Linked DNA regions of Mus musculus: all the other regions are linked to region 1. A link is a contact called in public HiChIP or PLAC-seq and promoter capture Hi-C data. All regions are on one chromosome and are shown on one strand. The core of a region is the stretch at or near the end of the contact, and the rest is flanking DNA. Distances in the headings are between cores, read along the strand shown. Region 1 holds the start of P4ha2 (procollagen-proline, 2-oxoglutarate 4-dioxygenase (proline 4-hydroxylase), alpha II polypeptide). Region 2 holds the start of Ccdc69 (coiled-coil domain containing 69). Region 3 holds the start of Anxa6 (annexin A6). Region 4 holds the start of Cdc42se2 (CDC42 small effector 2). Region 5 holds the start of Shroom1 (shroom family member 1). Region 6 holds the start of Septin8 (septin 8).

The links. Promoter capture Hi-C pulls out the DNA fragments that hold promoters and counts their contacts. HiChIP or PLAC-seq counts read pairs in DNA pulled down with a chosen protein or histone mark. Capture Hi-C pulls out chosen DNA fragments and counts their contacts.
Region 2: a contact with region 1 is called in a promoter capture Hi-C map of liver, with 2.4 times the contacts expected there. The contact joins the promoter of Ccdc69 here to the promoter of P4ha2 in region 1. A contact is called at or near these places in 6 of 39 promoter capture datasets (embryonic stem cells, hippocampal neurons, liver and 2 more).
Region 3: a promoter capture Hi-C map of neural stem cells shows a contact between it and region 1. The contact joins the promoter of Anxa6 here to the promoter of P4ha2 in region 1. A contact is called at or near these places in 3 of 39 promoter capture datasets (liver, maxillary cranial neural crest and neural stem cells).
Region 4: an H3K27ac HiChIP or PLAC-seq map of extraembryonic endoderm stem cells shows a contact between it and region 1, with 2.7 times the contacts expected there. The contact joins the promoter of Cdc42se2 here to the promoter of P4ha2 in region 1. A contact is called at or near these places in 1 of 484 Hi-C or Micro-C datasets (embryonic stem cells) and 2 of 115 datasets of contacts at active chromatin or transcription factors (craniofacial prominence and extraembryonic endoderm stem cells).
Region 5: a promoter capture Hi-C map of 3T3-L1-derived adipocytes shows a contact between it and region 1, with 4 times the contacts expected there. The contact joins the promoter of Shroom1 here to the promoter of P4ha2 in region 1. A contact is called at or near these places in 6 of 39 promoter capture datasets (3T3-L1-derived adipocytes, cranial neural crest, hippocampal neurons and 3 more), 1 of 484 Hi-C or Micro-C datasets (cerebellum) and 1 of 9 other capture datasets (embryonic stem cells).
Region 6: a promoter capture Hi-C map of liver shows a contact between it and region 1, with 2.0 times the contacts expected there. The contact joins the promoter of Septin8 here to the promoter of P4ha2 in region 1. A contact is called at or near these places in 1 of 39 promoter capture datasets (liver) and 2 of 9 other capture datasets (embryonic stem cells and liver).

Annotation. Positions count from the first base shown.
Region 1 is chr11:54,099,158-54,102,445 of GRCm38.p6, reverse strand. It overlaps P4ha2 (procollagen-proline, 2-oxoglutarate 4-dioxygenase (proline 4-hydroxylase), alpha II polypeptide), which reads right to left and starts at 1,522. Exons shown (of 16, transcript NM_001136076.2): 1 at 1,406-1,522; 2 at 799-926.
Region 2 is chr11:55,076,330-55,079,617 of GRCm38.p6, reverse strand. It overlaps Ccdc69 (coiled-coil domain containing 69), which reads left to right and starts at 1,487. Exons shown (of 7, transcript NM_177471.4): 1 at 1,487-1,605. The coding sequence starts at 1,558.
Region 3 is chr11:55,031,872-55,035,159 of GRCm38.p6, reverse strand. It overlaps Anxa6 (annexin A6), which reads left to right and starts at 1,689. Exons shown (of 26, transcript NM_013472.5): 1 at 1,689-1,801.
Region 4 is chr11:54,786,203-54,789,490 of GRCm38.p6, reverse strand. It overlaps Cdc42se2 (CDC42 small effector 2), which reads left to right and starts at 1,788. Exons shown (of 6, transcript NM_178626.3): 1 at 1,788-1,931.
Region 5 is chr11:53,455,486-53,458,773 of GRCm38.p6, reverse strand. Shroom1 (shroom family member 1) reads right to left here and starts at 1,569. Exons shown (of 8, transcript NM_027917.3): 1 at 1,433-1,569.
Region 6 is chr11:53,518,090-53,521,377 of GRCm38.p6, reverse strand. Septin8 (septin 8) reads right to left here and starts at 1,642. Exons shown (of 10, transcript NM_001347496.1): 1 at 1,339-1,642. The coding sequence starts at 1,368.

The sequences.
Region 1 (3,288 bases), core at 273-2,772:
ACCATGGGCTGACTTGGATGTGATATAAATTCAGAACAAGCAACAACTTGCAAAATCACCCTATAAATTTTGAGCTAGACAATAGACCTCTGCAAAGCTGAGAACGTTTGAGGATGTCAGAAGCTACAAAGTGGTGCACTGGGACCCTGCTCTTAGTTCCAGGAAGCTCTTCCATCAGGAGGGATAAGGTGTCAGTAACGAGATGGCCTGCATTAAGAAGCAAAATCCTTAAAGTGTCATTCTTCAGGGTAAGGATCCACTGTGTGGCCCAGTCAGGGAAGCCACGTCGCAAGGATGGAGTGAGTTGGCTGGAGGCCTTTCCCCAATGATTCTCTTGTACTGAGACTCCTTAGCGCGTTGAGAGCACAGCAGAGTTGCTGTAGGGGGCAATTCAATGATCTCCTTCAGCATAGTAAATGACACATTAGAATACAGATGACAGGAAGACCCACCTGTACTTCCCAGTAAAATCCTGCGACAGAAGTACCCAGACCCATGCTCACCTTGCAAGGGCTCAGTGGACTTTCCTCATGCAGATCTCTCACTGCTTGTGGGTGGGGCCCTTGGACAGCTATTCCCTAAAGCGGCCCTTTTCCGTTACCTTGATTCCACTACTGTACCACAGACGTGATACTGGCCCAAGCTTGCGGCCACTCAGGGTGATTCCTCAGTCCAGGTTCCTAAGTGACCAATCCAGTTTACCGGAGCCTCCCACCCCAGCCCATGTCTCCTGCCCGGAAGCATCCAGACATCTACCAAGTCCACACAGCCCAAACTCCACACTAACTCAGTACTTACCTTGCTGATGCTCTGGACCTGAACTTTCTGAGTCTTCCCTTCTGCCTGCCTCAGTCCTTGAAAGTCTCCAGGCACAGAGAATGCTCTATTTGTTGAATCAGTCAGCCAATCGCCACCGGTCTCTGAAACTGCTCAGGGAAAACATCAGAGGTTCGACAAGGATGTCTTCTGACAGATAGGAGGAGAGTTTCTGATTTAAGAGCCCATAAAACTGGCAGCGACCAAGCTGGTCCTTGCCAGGGTTGGGAGCCAGGGGTCTTCCTCATCCTAAGCAGCGCCGCCTTCGGGGCCAGGCGGGCGCCTCCGCCTTAGATCGGGGGGCGACCCCGGGGTCAGGTCGCCCCTTCCCGGGAGCCCGCCAAGTGTCCTGTCCGGCCCGGCCTAACAGTACCGGCAGGAAGGGCACCGCTGACCTCACCGCCCTAACCCTGGGAAGGGACGCGGGCGGGACAGGAACCCAGGCGGGTGCAGAATCAGGGCGCCGGACGCGGGGCACGGGGCTGAGGGACCCCGGATCCAGCTCCCGGCTCCGCGCAGAGCAGAACGCACCGCCCGGCCACCGGGACCCGAGCCCAGCCCGGCGACGACCCTGCGGACCCGCGCTCACCTGAACACGCGCAGAAGCCGGCGTTTCCAGAACCTCCCGCGGCGTCGCCCCGGCGCTCTCGGCTCCGCCCTCGTCACAGTCTCCGCCCGCTTGAGCCTCCGCCACGTCCCCACCTCCCGCCCCCCGGGCCCGCCCGGGCCTGGCTCCGAGCCACTGGAGCCTTCGGGAAGGCCCGAGCCGCCACGCGCTGCACGTATGCGATGCACACCTCCTTGCGCCGCGTGGGACCGGCACCAGGGGCGGCGCCCCCATCCCAGCCTGCTCCAGCCCTCTGTGGTCCCACCACCCCCACATCCATTACCACCGGCAAATTGCAGGAGGCTGGCGTCACTAAGATCGGGAATTGAGTATCCTGGGAGGGGAGTGGAGGGAGGGAAAAGACAAGGGTCTGAGATGTCAGCGCACCTCATCTCTCCAGATGACCCATCTCCAAAGCCTAACTGCTTCTCTGAGGGGCTCAGGCTAGCCAGGCTTCGGCTCTTCTGTAAATGTGAGAAGTTGGCGTAGCCTGGAGCATCTCATCCTAGGGCCAACCTATGGCTTATAACACAGGCCAATGAGATTGGACACCTCAACCAGCTCTGTCTGAGACACACACAGTCAAGAAGACAGGGAAGCAACCGACCTCGATCTGAACTGAAGGATGCTCTGGCAGCTGAGCAGGTTCCCACGCCTGCCCTGTAAGCTTGCTTCTCCATGAATGAGGGGAAGCAGTCTGAGAATCTCATCAGGGAGCAGAGCCCAGAACGGAGATGCCCGGCCTGTGGGACTGTGCCTGGAGTTTGGTGTGGATTTCCCTATAATGGCATGGACCAGGCAGACGGCCCAGACTAGGAAAGACAGACACACAGAAACAACTCAGAAAATACTACCTGGCCACTTGTCCGTGTCTGTGGCAGCTACCAGCCAAGAGCCCAGTTGAAACCATGCACAAACCTTTCTGCATCTGCTATGCCACAGAAAGTACAGTTTGCCCAGATCCTCAGATCCTCCCCATGCCCGCCCACTTCTCTGTCCGGAGTGGTCCTCCTCCTCCTCCTCCTCCTCCTCCTCCTCCTCCTCCTCCTCCTCCTCCTCCTCCTCCCCCTCTCCACAGGATCTTTCCCATTGGCCTATAAATACCTTCAATCCATGGCTATGGAAACATAACCCTCACCCCACTCTACCACCCACTGTGCATCTCTCCTTGGCCAACCAAGCAAGCAAAGTCCATCTTCTTGGCCTATCTCTCAGACCTTCTAGCTCCACAACAGCCCCCAACAGTTACTGTATTATGTTTATTGCTTTACCGTTGTTAAATCACCCTTACATGGTGTATGCTCTTTTTTATTTTTTTTTAAATTATCTTTAATCTTTTTTTTTTTTACAGTCCAGTTGTTATCCCCCATCCATTCTCACCGCCAACAGTTCCTCATCCCATTTCTTGTCCCCTGTCTCCAAGAGGATGTCCCCACACCCCCACACAACCCCACACTCCACCAGGCCTCCCATTCCCTGGGGCCTCAAGTCTCCTCAAGAGTTAGGTGTGTCTACTAAGGCCAGACCAGGCTCTGCTGAATATGTGTCAGGGGCCTCAGACCCGCTAGTCTGTGCTGACTGGATAGTGCCTGTGAGATCTCAGGAGACCAGGTTTGTTGAGACTGCTGGTCTTCCTATGGGGTTGCCCTCCTCCTCAACTTCTTCCAGCCTTTCCCTAATTAAACCACAGGGGTCCCAAACTTCAGACCATTGGTTGGGTGTATCTGCTTCTTAGTCAGCTGTTTGTTGGGCCTCTCAGAGGATAGCCATGCTAGGCTCCTGTCTATAAGTACAACATAGCATCAGTAATAGTGTCAGCCTCCCCTTGAGATCTGTCCCAATTTGGACCTGTTACTAGCCAGCCT
Region 2 (3,288 bases), core at 238-2,737, 980 kb before region 1:
GGTCATTGCCTTGAATGTGTTATTCATTGCACTGGGTCTCTTTCTTCAATACAACTTTCAGAGAGTTTGTGACCCTGACACGGATTTTCTAACCTGTGCCCAGTACTCTGGAGCGCTGACTTTCAAAGCTGTTATCGCCTTCCCACGTGCAGCTCCCAGTGAGCACTCCAAGAAGATAGAAAGGAGTCTCTTGTCCTAGATTCTGACCCTATTGTCCCCATTCCCACTGCATCTGGCAAGCTTGCAGTGTCTGTCCTGAGGAGAGAAGACTATGTCACACAGATCTTGTGAGCTGGGGAAAGCTATTGGCCCAGCCTTGTGGAAAGCTTACAATGAAAGTGGGTGTCATTTATTTGCAGGGGTGTTACAAAAGCCAGGTTTGGGGGAGCATTTGACCTGGGCTCTGGGCCTTGCTACCAGCATTGTCCCTCTCTGAAGTATACTTTTATTTCATTTATTCATTTGTTTATTGAAGAGGGGAGAGTGAGTGTGTGTGCACACATGTGTGCACATGGCCTACATATGGAGATCAGAGGACAAATTTCAGGAGTTGGCTCTCTTTTTCCTGGGAATTGAATTTAGGTCATCAGCTTAGTAGCAAGCACCTTTACTCACTGAGATAATTTTAATTCATTTTCTTTTGAGACAAGGGCTCACTCTGTAGCCTAGACTGACCTCCAACTTGTGGTTGTCCTTTTGCCTCAGGCTCCTGGAACTGCAAATTGATTGGCCTTTTCAGCTCAGGAAATGTAGATTTAGTTATGAATGGGTAATGCAGTGTGTGAGCCTTGGCATGCATGTTCCTTTTCTCCTTCCACCAAGTGGGGCCTGGGGATGGAGCTCAAGTCGGCATCACAGGCAACTGCCTTTCCCACTGAGCCTGCAGCTGGCTTGTTCTTTTGGTTGCTTGCTTGGTTAGTTTTGTTTTTGAGATAAGCTCTTACTTACTCTGTAGCCTCTTCCTGAAACTCCAGCCTCAGCCTCCTAAGTGCTGGGTCTATAGGCACTCACCCTCAGTGCCTTCAGAGGTTAAAAGGCCCATGTGCTGGAGCCGGACAGGCATCTTTGAGCCACCCGATGTGGGTGTCTGGAGTTGAACCATAGTTCCCTGGAAGGGCAGAAAAATACTCTTAACTGCTAAGATCTCTCTCCAACCCCGTTCCCTTTGTATGACAGGTTATCATGTAGCCCTGCCTGGTCTTAAACCCCCTATATATATCAGACTGTCCTCGAACTTGTGATCCTCCTGCCTCCACCTCCTCAGAACTGGGATTACAGACGTGTGCCACAACGCCTGGTTTAATTGTTTTCGTTCTTTTCCCTCTCAGCTCTTTCTCATCAGAGGGTCCTGAGAACCATCTGTGGCTCCTGGGGATCTCTCCTGCCCCGGCCTCAGGTACTTCTGGCGTGGAGCGCCGCTGGCACCTGCCCTGGCCCGGCCCCGGCTCGGCCGGGGCCCCGCGCAGGCCCTGCTCTTCCGGCATTTAAGGCGCGCAGCCGGCGCGGCTGCAGCTCCGGGCGGTTGAGAGTCACAGCCAGCGGGACGCGCGAAGCAGGATGGGCTGCAGGCAAAGCCGGCACAGCCGCGGCAAGCGCGCAGAGAAGGTACCGGGAGCCCGCACACGGAGGTCTGCTTGGGGGGCGCTCAGAGGGACAGCAGAGGACACCAGATGGACAGCAGTGGGGGGGGCAGTCATGGAGATTGGGGTGCGGGGGTGGGGGTGCTCTGTCTCCGCCCGACCCGGCAATCAGAAGCCGAGTTAACACACTCAGTCCCAGACAAACTGCAGCTGACCCTGCTGTCCCCGCGGGGAGGTGACTGGTGTGTCCGTGGCAGGTGGCCTTCAGTGTGGGGCTGTCACTGTGTAGTAGAGGACAGAGTTCTTAACCTCTCTGCGCCTTGAGCTAAGGTCTAAGGCCGGCAATCTCTGATAGGTCCACAGCCGGACAGCACCAGCATCACCTGAGACCTGTTGGAAACCTCAACTCCCTGGTCTGCCCAAGGGCTGCTAGACACAGGCTGCCTCTTAACGAGTTTCGCCTGGGATCACTGCACCCTTTAGAGCCTAGGAAGCGGGTCAGGGCTTCCTGCGGGAACTGAGCGGTGCGTGGGCTGCCCTTAGGGTAGCTGGGAGGAGCCAAAGTGGGAGTTGATTTGTAGTCTCCTGCAGCTCTCTCCTCCTTCCTGTCCCTCCCGCCCCAGAGCCCTGAAGCTGGGTTAGAGCCCAAGAGACTGACTCAGGTTTCTGCCCCTTGAGGTCTGAGAAACGTCAGGAGGTCAGAGCCTAGATTCAGGGCCAAATCCACTGAGGACAGCCGGGGGCCCAGAGAAGGAAACAGGCACTCTAGAGTCCTAGTCGTTTTTTCCTGTCTGCCAGTCTCTCCACCCCTTGTGGGGATGGACAGCCCGTGAACTTCATCAGTCCCCACTGTGAAAATGATTAATTTTGCAAGGAACTTCAGCTCATTAGTCTTCCTGTTACCTCTGTTTATCTACCCCTAACTTTGTCAATGTGTGTGTGTGTGTGTGTGTGTGTGTGTGTGTGTTCTCTGAACCCTCCCCTGCACTTGGACTAACTTTTCATTGTTTTATTTTTCTCCCCATCCCCACTTTTGGAGACAGGGTCTGGTGTAGCCCAGGCTGTCCTAAACTTAATGTGTAGCCAAAGCTGGCCTTGCACTGCTAATTCACCTGCCTCTCCAATGCTGGGATTACCAGCCTCCCCACCACAGCAGGCTGGATGTTTTTGTTCAGATTTTTTAGACAAGCTCTCAATATGTAGCCTAGATTGGCCCCAAACTTTCAATTTTACTTAGCCTCCCTAATGTTGAAATTATAGGCCTGGGCTACCATACCTGGCTTCTAAGGGCTTCTTGATAACTGCAAAGCCCTTCACCTTTGCTGCCTCAAAGGGCCTCCATGTCTGCCTTGGGCCTGTGCAGCTTCGTTGGGTTCTTTTGCTCACGGTGCCTGTGAGCTGGATAGTGGGCTGCTTTTTGGCTAAGTTCCCACCTGTTCCTAACCCTCCTGGTTGGTGCTTTTTGCTTAATTTCCAATGCGGGTGTCAAGTCGTGAGCACCCGGTATATCTACACAGTCTGCCAATACCCCTGGGAGATAGAACTCTAGAATAGAGGTTCAGGAGGTCACAAGAGTCAGACCACAATAATGACACTCCCTAAATATTTTCACTTCCTGTTCTGTGCCAGGAAGGTCCTGGGGACCAGGTTGAGCTGTAGAATGAAGCTTCCACGCATTACAGGTGTGGCCCCTAAGGCTCAGAGAGGC
Region 3 (3,288 bases), core at 440-2,939, 930 kb before region 1:
CCCACACACGTGCACCCACACATGTGCACACAAGTATGTTAATTTAAAACAAGGGTGGAATATTGAACCTTATGACTGATGGAAAATGCCCAGTGAATGACAGCAGTTACAACTGTGTGCAGGGAGACCACGGACCCCATCTTGTCAGGCAGGGCCAGCCCTCTTCTGTTTTCTTCCCCAACCTATTTATTTATTTGATTTTTTTCTGAGAGAGTCGCCCAGGCTGTCCTTGAACTTGCTATGTGGTTGAAGATGGCCTTGAACTTCTGATGCTTCTGAGTGCTGGGATTACAGGTATGAACCCGTAATTCTGATTTCATGTGGTACTGGCTATCCAACCCAGGGCTTCGTGCATGCCAAACACTCTACAAACTGAGCCACAACCCCCAGACCATTATTATTGCATGTTTTCTGAGACAGTCTCGTGTAGCCCAGGCTGGCCTTGATGCCAGTGATGACCTTGAATTCCGGATCCTCCTGCTCCAGCCTCTCAGTGCTGGGATGCAGGCTCTGCTGATAATCTGCTCCTCTCAAAAGTTGTAATGGCATCATTCTCGTTCTGAAGGTGACACTGCCCCACTTGCTTTGCCCCAAGTGCTTCCTCCACCTTAGCCCCAGGCTTCCCATAGAGAAATCTAAACCTCTGTCTATTGGCAGGTCCCAAGGGTGGGGCTGGGCAGCAGAGCTCACCTGTTCAGTTTGCTCTAGCTTGCACCAGAGGTTCAGTAAGTGTTCTTTGGGTGAAATGAAAAACAAACAAGCAACAAACAAACGGAGGACAATTTTCCAACTAGATCTTGGAAGATGCTTACTACTCTCTGAACGAGTGACAGATTCTGGAGATAATATTTTTTAAACTTTTAACTTTTAAAAATTACATTTTCTTTATTGAAGTGCAAAAAATATGTGCGAGCCCCCTGTAGGGCAGCAAGCACCTTGGCCTTCTGAGGCAGCTAGTTGGCTCCTGAGGATGACCCTTTAAAGAAACTCAAGGAACTTATTAACAAACAGAAGTCTGCTGTCCGCTGTGGCCACCAGGCAGTGGGGGCGGGGTGGGGGCGGGGGTTGGGGGTTGAGGGAGATTTCTCTATCAAAGCTGGGCTATCTGTTTTCCAGAGGTTGTACCGCTTTTCCACACAGACCTGGATGACAACTTCTGGTCCTCCTATCACTCCCTCTTCAACCAGAACCCACTCCCCAAGGCCAAATCTAAATTAGATTTCCAACCCCACAATCTGCAAGCTGAGTGACCCTGGGCGAGGCGCGGTCTTCTCTGGTCTTTCCTTCCTTGCAAAGTAGGTGACTACGCCTGTGACCCGATAGGGCAGGAAGGCGTGAAATCTGATCAGTCAGGTAAGGTCTCAACTTCAATTTTGGCAAGCTTCAAATTTCTCAACAAAGCTTTGGTGAGTAGCAGGAATGTTGGAGAATGTGTCCAGAACAGGACATTAATTTGACTTCTATTTCTGGGTGGCAGCGTGACCTTTGCCAAATCCCCTACCCTCTGGAGGTGACGTCAGGGCTGGGGTCAGAAACGACCCAGGTAAGAGGTGGCAGGTTTCCCCCGAGGGCGCCCTCCCCCATGCCCTTCCCCTGCAGCCGGTGACACCCAAACTCCAAAAAAGAAGCACTCGGGGTGGGGCTGGACAGGGCGGGGCGGGCAGCGAGCGAATCCGATTGGCCCCTGCGCGCCACGTGTCCCCCTCCACCGTGCGCCCAGCCTGCGCTGCGGCTGCTGCTAGGCTAACGGGCTTCGAGCTGCGTCTGTCCATACGCCCTGATCTGAGGCCTCCCTAGCGCGGTGAGTGTGCAGAGTCGCTGCGGGACACGGGGTCCAGGACTGAAGGGACCTGGTCGGGTCCATGCTGGTGTGCGGTCACCCCGGGGTGTCGCGGCTGGGTGTGTCCCGGGAGGGAACCCAAAGTGCTGGCGCTGGTTGACAGCACCCTGAGGGGGGAGGGGAGCTGGTGCCCCCCGCCCGGCCCCGCCGAGGGTGTGGTCCAAGACCCAGGAGCCTAATTGTCTAAAGTAGTGGAAAAACTTGGTGACCCTCGCGGGAGGCTGTGAGTTACTCAACTTGGAGAGCTTGAGGAATTGAACAGTCTGCTGAGCACCAGACGGTTCGTGGTGTGGTCCGGGAGAAAGGCTCCCTGATGCGGGTCAGAGGAAGGACCTGCTGTCTTTCCGGAGATGCTCACCTTTCCGGGAGCCGCAGAGGCTCTTAGCAAGATGCAGAGGTCCCACTCTGAATTTTGCTTCTCCTAAGCCAACCCGGCTCCTTCCCAGTTTTTCAGGGTCTTAGTTAGATGCTTCCTACTGACCTCGAATCCAGATCCCACCACCAACTTGCAGTGTGGCCTTGAGCCAGCCGCCTTTCCCTCTCTGAGCCCCCATCTCACAAGTGTTGATAACCCCCGCTTTCAGTCCTATGAAAGTGGGTTTGATTTGGCTGCTGGTTGGGGAATCTTGAGTACAGGTGTGGTCGATGAAACTCTCCTTTAGAGAGAATCTGGCTTCTGCTTCCCCCCACCCCCGCCCCACTCCCGCCCCACCCCCTTTTGTCTAAACTCTGGTGGGTCTTACTAGACACTTCCAAATTTGGGCATATGGCTCCAGGATTTGTAGGGGATCCTGGTGTTCCCTTAGAATCTGCCCTCCATTTCACCTCACCTGGCCAGATCACATCTTGAAGCTGCTGAGCCCACCTCTCCGACAGAATAGCTTGACTCTCCAGCCTTTCTTATCCCCCGGGAACTATTTCAGCCCCTGTATGCCCTGATGTTCTGGCTGCAGGCCCTAAGCCCTGCAGGAAGACCCTGGGCAATCCTCTCCCATATCCATGAGTTGCAGCTTGCCTGGGACACTTGGAAGGACTTCTTTTCTCTCTGGGCCCTTGTTCCCCATAGTGGTCTGCTGAGGTGGCCGCCACTTCCGGTGCCCCCCCCCCCCCCCCCCCCCCGCCAATTCAACTGTTCTCAGATTTGGGAGTGGGGTGTGGCTGGGCATGGAGGGAAGGAGAAGGCCTTCATCCCCTTGCAGCTGTGACTGTCGCTCACCATGTCCCTTTACTTCCTGTCCTTTGTTTGTGAGCCTCTCTCTGCTGGGATACTGAACCTATTTGCTGTTTCTGGCCAGGGGATGCAGCTGTTGCTGGACAGAAAGAACATGGATTTGCCCTGAGAATGGAGCTGCTGGGGGGTGGGGGTGGGAGTAGGGGTGGGGCTGGGAGTGGGGGACTGCAGCACTGAAGAGCTGCCAGAGACCATACATACATCTGCACTGCAGCTC
Region 4 (3,288 bases), core at 539-3,038, 690 kb before region 1:
ACATTATTCTTACTCAGTGAAATAGGGTACAGGGATGTCACTGGTCAAAAATTGCATCAAACATCAAGTAAATGGTTACTGTACACAAAAGAACTGAGAAGTCCAAATGTTTATGGTCTGATGTAGGTTAAAATCTAATGGTTGGTTGACTGGCAGAAAGTGGAATCAAGAGGAAACTGAAAATAAAATTGATTATTTTTGTTGTTGAACATCTTGGGGGTATTTAATTTTTTTTTCATTTCCTCTAGGCACTTGGGACTGATTAGTTGATTAGAACAGTTATCCCCAGCCTCAAAGGTCTGCATGTGTGTGGTACTCACCAAGCCAGAGCAAGGCCCTGGGTTTCACCTACAGCACTGCAGAAATCAAATCCAGCCAACCCAAACACCCAGCTTCTAGTGGGGAAGACAGGAGCAAAATTAACAGAATAAATTGTGCAGACTGTTCTGGGAACAGGAGAACAAGGGCAGATAGATGGGGGAAGGATTGAGCCTGTAGCAATGTAAAGAAGTGGGTTTAGGCTACGCATCATTGTTAAAGAAGATCTGAGTGGAGTTGAGGGGAGAAGGCAGACATTAGAGAATGTCCTAGTCCCTGAGTATAGACTGGACATTGCAAGCACCAGTGAGACTGGAGATGAATTCTGAGACCTATAGGGAAAAAAAAAAATCTCAGAGGCTTTGTCAGCCATTGTAAAGATGTTATCTTCTACAGTAACGGGAACACTGGTGGATTTTGATCGGATGAGACATGAGCTGACTCTCCTTGCGGGAGGATATTCTCCCTCTTGTTTTGACAACACAGTTTGTTGATGGTGGTCAGGGAGGTCATTTAAGAAAGCCACTGAAGTGTGACTGGGACCACGGATGACAGAAACAATGTAGATGAACAGTCTGATTTTCTTTTTGTTTGAATGTAGAACCACGCCAATTACCCTTATGGACAGAATGGATGTGAAATTGAGAATAAGAGGAACCAAGGAGTACTCCAGTTTTGTCACTGAACAAGCTAGAAATTTCCTATCAATAGTGATGGTCATGCAGCTCCCTGTCTGAGTATGTGTGGCTAGATTTCAGTGGGAAGGCGTCCATTTGTTTCTTGCTTCTGGGTGCCTAAAGTGTAAAGTTAATGTAGTCATAAAATGTGGTGGCTGAGGCAGGAGGACTGCTGTGAGTTCCAGGTCAGCCAGGGTTCTACTCCAAAAGTCCTTAAGCTTGTGACATACACTAGTAATCCCAGCGCTTGGGAGACGGAGGCAGGAGGATCACAAGATCCAGGCCATCCTTACCTATATAGTGAGTTTGAGGCCACTCTGGGGCTACAAAAAGGCCCTCCCTCAAACAACGTCAAAGCAAAACCAAAAAAAAAAAAAAAAAAAAAAAACCAAAAAAAAAAACGATCCCACAAGAAGTCACAGAGACGAACTTTTCAAATGCCAGGTAGATATTCTTGACTCTCCAATGAGTCAGTGATTCTGATTCCTTGAAAGTAACGTGATCTGAGCGTGAGAGACATCTGGTGCTGGCCAGCTCTGCCTAGCAGCGCCTTGCTCGCCCGGGCACGTCTACGGCTGGATCCGGACAGGAAGGTGCTGTGGCGCGAGGCAGCGGCATCCATCTTCCCCGTAGCCCACCCAGCGGTCACTCTTTGCGCGCCTAGCATCCCCTAGGTCTCGCCACTCCCTCACTGGGCGGGGCCTCACAGCTACCAGCCCGCCTACTGGGGGGGGACAGGGCGTGTCCTTGTAGTGGGGGCGTAGCCGCGCAGCCGCACACACCGCTTGTGGCTCCGCCTCTGCGCGCCAGAGCCTAGGCGGGAGGGCGGAGCCCGAAGCGGGGAGCGCAGCTGCTTGGTGTGTGGAGATCCTGGAAGCTTCGGAGCCGGCGCTCGGAGCCGCGCGGCTGGAGCAGGCGGCGGAGACAAAGGCGACGGTGAGTGAGGGAGAGGGCCCCACGTTGGCCCCGCCGCCCGAGGCGCCAAGTGTAGGGTCGCCACTCGGAAGGTTGAGGGCGAGCGCGGCCCGGGCCTCTCCGCGCTGCGGACTGGGGCAGCAGACTGGGGCTGCGGACTGACTGAGGCTGCGGCGGCTCCATTTTCCAGTCTGGGCGAGGTCCTCACGCGAGGACCGGCGTATGGTTCTCTTCATTCTCCGTGAGGCCAGCTTTCACCGTAGCCTGCACCTTCCCGATGGGGGAGGCGCTACGGACCCCTCCCCCAGTCCGCAGCCCCGCCAGTCTGGACCGGCGCGGAGCGGCTGGGCTCCCGAACCCCGACTCCCGCCCGGCCTGCCTGGGACCCCGAGAGAGGAAGCCGGGCCACTGCCTCGCAGTCGCTGCGGCGACTCTTACAGGTTGTTGCACCGGGAGCTCGCGGCCACGGTGGTGAGCATTACTAACGGGTGTGGTAGGTAGCGGCTCGCTGACGTCCGCATTTCGAGCTGAGGAGCAGCCCGGTGCCGGCTGATTTCAGGCAACCCTGGGAATTCCGTTTTAGCGGCAGTGATTGCTACTGCCGAGCTTTCCTGGAGGAGTTTGGTAGTGATGTGCAGAGCGCAGCACTGAGACGTTCTGGGCCTGGGAGTACAGCTCAGTGGTAGGGAACTTGCCTTGCATGTAGGAGGCGGCCCAGAGTAGTTCAGTTCCCCAGTACTCCCACCCGCCACAAAAAGAGGGGGGGGGGGGAAGAAAGAAAGAAAGAAAATTAAATGCTCTTAAAGGACCCTTGCTTAGTAAAATATTGATATAATGAATGAATCTTAAAACACCACACAGAACTGTTCCTACTAGTAAGATGAGGCACATAGCTTCTTGACTCAGATAAAGGACTATTGGAAAGAATGCCTAGCAAGTTTCTGTCCCCCATCCCCATGTAAACTATTAATAATTAGTTGGTCATTATTGCCAGCCAGCATAGCAGATAGTACCTTTGAGATGTGAAATTTTTGAGAGAAGTTGGCTTACAGATTTCTGTTTCTCAGCAGGCCTGATTTCTCCTTTTCTTTGAAAATAATTGAGAAAGATGTTTGGGGTGCATTTTGAGGTCTAGCTTTCTATGTAGTAGGAGTAAAGATGTGTGTGGGCTTTGGAGGGACTGTGGCATGGTCAGTCTTGGATCTCTATGAGCCAGGGAGAGAGAGCTCTGAACTTTAGGGGAGGGGATCTAATGTCGCCTTGGTGGTTAAACATCACAGTTTACCCAGCATACTCATTAGACACATATTAAGCACAGAGAGATTTTTGAATTCTGTTTGTGGAAGGGAACAAAACCTGGAAATGTTTCTCTCTTAAG
Region 5 (3,288 bases), core at 320-2,819, 640 kb after region 1:
ATTAAACACGTACATATATCTGTTTTCTTATTGCCCCTAACTTATCTAAGGGGTGCTATTACATGGGGTCTCTGTCCATGCAGGATTCCCATATTGTGCCCTTTGTAGGGCTTGCTGTGCCACCAGGGCCTTGGAGCCTCAGGACAAACAACACAGAATTTTGACATTTGTCCCCGGAGCGGGGATTGCAGTAGAGTCTGCTAGAAAAATAGGCTGGGATCCTGGCTGTGGAGGAAGGTACTTGTTACCTGACAAAGGAATAAGGGGGCTCGGGGCTCAGAACTAGGGCTCTTGAGGGTGGAAACACCAGACCTGAAGGATGAAGCTGGCACTGGGGGCTGAATCTCGAGTGAAGGTGGACCCAGGCAAGCAACCAGACGTGGGACTTCAGGCAAGGTTTGTTGGGAAATTTGATAAAGACAATTTTCAGTGGGCAAAACCAGACCAAGGCAACACATGTAAGTCCAGGTCAGGGAACAGGAGAGGCACTGGAGAAAAGTCAAGCTCCGAGCTAATCGGGAATGAAACAGTCCTCTCAAGGGCCACCTCCCATCTGTCTTCCTGTGAGGACCTGTGCAGGCCTTTCCTTGCCTCCAGCCTTCCCTCAGTACCTGGAGGGCTGTTAACTGCACTCCCTGACTCTCCTTAGAGTCAGAGGTTCAGGGTTCAATGCTCAGATCTTAAATCCTAGCATTCCAGGCTAGGTCTGATGGGTGAGCTTTCAGGCAAACTCCTTGGTTCTCTTTTCTAGTCTCCAAAGCTATGGGTGACATTGCACCCCTGTGAGACATCTATTTTACAACATAGTAGCTGGTTATACAGTCTCTGCTGGTCTTGGGCAGACTCTGTGAGACGCAGGTTCCAGGAGGTGTAGAAAAAGCAGAGGGTGAATGACACCTAGGTAAAGATGGTCACTGCCATGGGTACAGCACATACCCCAGGGCAAAAGCTAAGCCCTGGGGACCACAAGGGGCAGCAGAACCACACAAAGAGGTGAGGAAAGAGGCGCTTGGAACACTAGGAGAGCGGGTGGCCTCTGATCAGTGCATTTCTAGGCCTTTTCAGTGGGGTTCACGGTCCGGGAAGATCGGGGGATTGGGAGGGACCCGGATTCTCCAGCAATCGAAGCTCAAGAACAGAGGGTCCTGAGACGGACGCCACTGTGTACATTGCGTCCCTGCAACAGCTGGGCCACCTGGACAGCTCTGTCCCCTGCCAGGCCTGGCCGAGAGTAAAGGTGCGCAGGGGCCCGATTCCACTGGCGCGGCCGGTCTGGACTCCGGGTCGGAAGGTCCAGACAGAATGACGGTCAGTCAGGCTGCTTCGCGGCCACCGCTGTCGCCGCCCCGACCCTCCCGTCCTTGTCTCCCTTTTGGGAAGCAGATCTGTGGACCACGCGCTGTGTGTCCCCTCACCCGGTCCCGCTGCGTACCTGTGGCTCCAGCCCGAGACGCACTTCAGGGCGCCGGCGATCCCTCAGTGACATCCGAGCCCTGGGCTCCAGCTCCCGACGCCACCTCCAGTCTCCGGCCGCAGCAGGGGAGGCGCCACCTCCGGCCGAGGAGGGGCCGGAGTCTGGAGTGGCGGCAGGGCTGCGGGAGCCGCGCCCCTTCCTCTTGCGATTCTGTACGTGGCCCTAGTCCCCGGCCCTGGACCTCTAACCACCGCAGAGAACTCGAGCCGGAGGGCGATCGAAATCCTCCAAGCACTGCCGGATCCGCAGGCAAGACTTATGGACCAGCAGGCTCCTCAGTGCGGAGGTCAAACCCTCCCGGAGGCAACAAAGGCTCACCTTCCTTTCTTCTTCTTCTTTTAACCTTTAAAAAAATTACATTTATTTATTTACTTAATAATTTGGGAAGTAAGTAATGGGGGAAGCTCCCTTGTGGAGAAGTCGGTACTTTTCTTCCACCCTGTGGAGTACTAGATTCCAACTGTGAAGATCTGGTTTGGTGACATGAACATTTATCCACTGGACCATCTCTCCCGGCCGGTTCTCTTAAACTCCACGATGAAAACAGATGTGCCTGGAGTTCCTGCCTCATGCTCTCTCTCCCTCTGAGTGTGCTTTAGATGGCTGGCTACCTGATCAACTCTGCTCTTCAGACCCACATTTCCAAAACCATGCCACCTACTGGACTCTTTCCACAGGCTCTCCTCTCCTGTCTTTGTCTCCTCGCTTCCCATAGCTCCCTCCACCAGACCCACACCGAACGGAGCCCTGAACTTATGTGCTCGAATCTGCTACTAGGAGTGGGGTCTTCACCTTTTGGTAAAGACTTTGAACTCCTAAACTCCCGTCTGTACATCCTGAGTGCTGGAGTCTTTTTTTCAGCTCAGATGACCGGTGCCACCTGGTCCTCATTCTCTGTGTGTGTGGTGTATGCATGTGTACCTCTCGAGATTGGGTCTTTTCTTTTCTTTTTCTTTTTTTTTTTTTTTTCCGTTTTTGATTTTTCAAGACAGGGTTTCTCTGTATAGCCCTGGCTATCCTGGAACTTACTTTGTAGACCAGGCTGGCCTCAAACTCAGAAATCCGCCTGTCTCTGCCTCCCAAGTGTTGGGATCAAAGGTGTGCGCCAACACTGCCCAGATACTATTGGGTATTTTATTCTATCATTTCTACACCTTATTTTTTGAAACAAGGTCTCACACAGAAGTCATCAATTTGGCTAGACTAGCTGGCCAGCCAACTCCATGAGTCTGCCTACACACACACACACACACACACACACACACACACACACACACACACACACACCACATGTCCCCTGCACTGGGTAACAATGTAAGCTGTGGCACCTAGCTTTTCCCTTAGCTACTGCAGACCCAAGCTCAGCTCCTCATGTTTGAGTGGCAAGCACTTTGCCCACTGCCCCACTGCCCATTCGTCTCATGGTCAGCAAGCTCTGTGACTCCAACTCTGTAAAAGTCTGTCCATTTGAGGACTCTGGAGAACTTGCCCAAGTCTCAGAAAGCACAGAGCCACAGAAGAGGAGAGACATCTAGATTCTCATTTTTATGTAAGTCTCCTTACATAGCCTAGGCTGGCCTGAATCTAGAGTTTCAGACAGCTGCCACATGGAAGCTGGGAACCAAACCTAGATCCTCTATTGGGATAGCAAGTGTTCCTAACCATTCAGTTGTCTCTCCAGTCTACCATATACAAATGAAAGAGACAGAGACAGAGACAGAGACAGAGACAGAGTCAGAGACAGAGACAGAGACAGAGACAGGCAGAGGGAGGGGGTTGGTGAGAGGGAGAGAGAAACTAGTTGCAAAAGCAAC
Region 6 (3,288 bases), core at 393-2,892, 580 kb after region 1:
ACAGACACACCTTCTGGTCGGCTAAGCACAGAAAACACAGCGTCAGACAGGCACACACACACACACACACACACACACACACACACACACCCCTTTTGGTCTCCATCCACTAGGCAGGTTTATAAGGACTCAGCTGTTTTCCTGCAGTACATAAATTCCATTTTACGTACTGCATTTCACGCCGCGGGAGTGAAGTGGACCTTGGTTTGGCCCAGCCTCTGCATCTGTTACCCATGAAGTCAAACTTACTTAACAGACACACAGCCCCCTCCCCAAGGGGCACAGAACACACCAGTCTACACATTATGAAAGCTCCTGCTTTGTTATGCATATTCGCAAAGACCAACAAATGTATTTTCAGATTAAAGAAGAAATTTGCATATATAAATTCAGATGACAGTATTTATAGCAAAATTACATAAGTCCTGGCTCCCTTATTTAGCCCCAGAACCAATTCGTTATCGGTCACACATTCAGAATTCTCCCTCCCTCCAACAGCCCTGGGCCCTCCTCCACCTCCTCCCTCTCTTCCCCTCCTCCCCTTCCAGTCGACCAGGGCCTCACATGCTGGCAAGAGGACACAGCTTCCTTCACCGTCACAGCCTAGCCTCCCAGACACACCCAAATCCAGCCTTAGACACCAAGAGTGCAGACAACCCCCAAAAGGCCTCCCTCCGCATGCTATAGCCTGGCTCAAGTCCACAGACACCCCCCTTAGGACCACCAAGGGGCGTCAGCCTAGAGAGAGGCAGGTCCAGACTGGGGCCCAAACAAACACTCAATGGTTTGGATCTGGAATCACTTCAGCTCCTGGGAATGGCTGCCGCAGAGCCAGAGCCAACCACTGAGGCCCTGGACCTGTCTGGAGTCGCACCCAGGATCCAGGTTCCCGGGAGGGCAGTGGAGGAGATGAGCAGCGAGCCTGGGTTCTTCCAACCCAAAGTCTGCAACTCCCCTGAGCTCTTTCTGGAATGTGTGTGTGTGCTGGGGGGTAGAAAAATCCCTGGATCCCTGGGGCTCCATCCTCACTCTTTGCACCCAGATAACAGCACCTGCGCGGCAAAGGCAAGTACCCAGAGGTGCAGGAACACCCTGGGAGAGAAGAGTCGGGGGCGTCCGGGATCCTCCCCTCTGGACACGAGTCTTGTCTTCACACCTGCCCCGATCAGCCCAGATCTTGGCTTCTTCCCGCGAAAGAGCTCACATCGCGCGAAGCCCAACACTCTGAGACACCCTCCCGGGGTTAGCTCCCGGGTCCCGGGGTTCGAGGCCCCGCCGCGCGGTGCTGACAGCCCGCCTCGCGCCCCCTCCCGTGCCCCTGCGCGCCACAGGCCTCACCGAGACGCGTTCCAAGTCGGTGGCCGCCATGGCGAGCTGCGCACCGGGCGGGCGGGTTGCGGGGAACGCCGGGGCCGCGGCGGGGATGAGCCGGCTGCGGGACGCGCTCCGCCCGGGCGGCTGCGGCTGAATGGATCCAATATGGCCACTTCCTGGAAACTCCCCTTGGCGGCGGCGGCGGCGGGAGAAGCCGCGGAGCCGGCCCCGCCCCCGCCCGCGGGACCGGCCTCCCTACCCGGCTCGGCCCCAGCACAGCGCACTCCCCGCGGCTGGGACCGACGGGGGTCTCCGCGGCTTGGCAGGAGGTACTAGCTGCGGGTGCTGCTGGGACTTGTAGTCTGTGAGGTGGGGGGCCCGGACTGCCACGTCTGGGGGACCCGGGCCTCTCCGAGGCCTGCTGAGTGTCCCTTGGAAGCCAGATTAGTGCATAGCACAGAGGGGTGCTACGTGTGCCCTGGGAGTTCTGCCTCCAAGCTGACTGTCTCTACAGGAACCTGCAAACGCACTGGGACCACCGATCGGATGGTTCATGCGCTGCAGGTCCGAGAGAGATCCCTCAGCCTCTTCTGCCTGTGCCATAGGTCCCACCTGATGCTCTAAGCTGGAGCTAGGGCGGGAGCCCTGGGCTGGACCGGTGCATCCTGCCAGGCAGCCTTTGGCTCCTTGCGCAATGATGAACCGGAGAAAGATGCAGTTTGGGAAGCGGACTCGACATCTATGCGCAGCATACTGCTAGTGATCCTCACCCTGCTTGTCCCACGAGTTTGGAGTTATGGCATTATGCAGAGAGGAACTTGGTTCTCACAGTACGCACATCTTCGCCAACCATACCACTCAAAAAAAAACCTACACAAACGTCTCAAGAGGCTCCGTAAACTTTTTCAGTGACTACAAGATCTAGCTCGCCCCGTCTTCTTTTCCCTGCCTTTCCCTAAGGTCTCCCTGATAGTAAGGCAAACTTTGCCTCTGTCCCTCCACTACCCACGAATGTGCATCCCACCCCCAATATCTTCTTGAGAAACAACCCTGTCCTCCCCTCAGTGGAAACGTATGCCTGCTGGAGGTATCTGGAGACCACATCTGGACTTGGCACACCCCGTGCTGTGGAACACTTCCTGTCCCCTCCATAGAGTCAGTCTCTCTCTCTCTCTCTCTCTCTCTCTCTCTCTCTCTCTCTCTCTCTGAAGAGAGAAGAAGCTTTTCCCTTCTTTCTTTACAAACCATGTCTTGTCTCCAAGGTACCCAGCTGAAGTATCTTGGAGTTCTTAACAGTGTTTTTATTTTGTTGGATGCTCCACCGTGCTGTTGTTCCTTGTACGTTCTCTGACAAGAAATGTGGCCCCGTGCAGCTCAGTTTGGTAGAGTGCTTGCTCGCTAGCGTGCAGGAAGCCCTGAGTTCTGTCCCCAGCACTGCATAAGCCAGATGTGAGGGGCACATTTATAATCCTAGTATTTGGAAGTTAGAGGCAGGACAGTTCAGAGTTCTAGTCATCCTCCATTATAAAACAAAATGGAGGCCAGTCTGGTGACCCCCCCCCAAAGAAAGAAACAAGACACCCCCCAAACAAACAAGCAAACAAACACCTGGGGTCACAGCACAGTGGTTAGAGTGGGGAGGTGGATTAGTGATGAACTTTCCTGTTTGAATCACATCCCACACCCAGCTTCTTAACCTTACTATGAAAGCTACTCTTCTGATGGCGTGTATCCATGAGCCAGCAAGGTGGCTCAGCGGGTAAAGTTGCTTGCCACCCAATCTGATGGCCTGAGTTCAATCCCTGGGATCTACACAATGGAGAGAACTGGGTCCCTCAAGTCTCTGAAAATGAAGAAAAACAAGCAAGGGGCTTTAAATTGTGATTGGAACCCATTGTTTGCTAGTGTCTCCTCTAGCCCTAATGTCTGACCCCGGGAGTGCATGGGAGAGCATGCGGAGTGCATGGGGAGAGC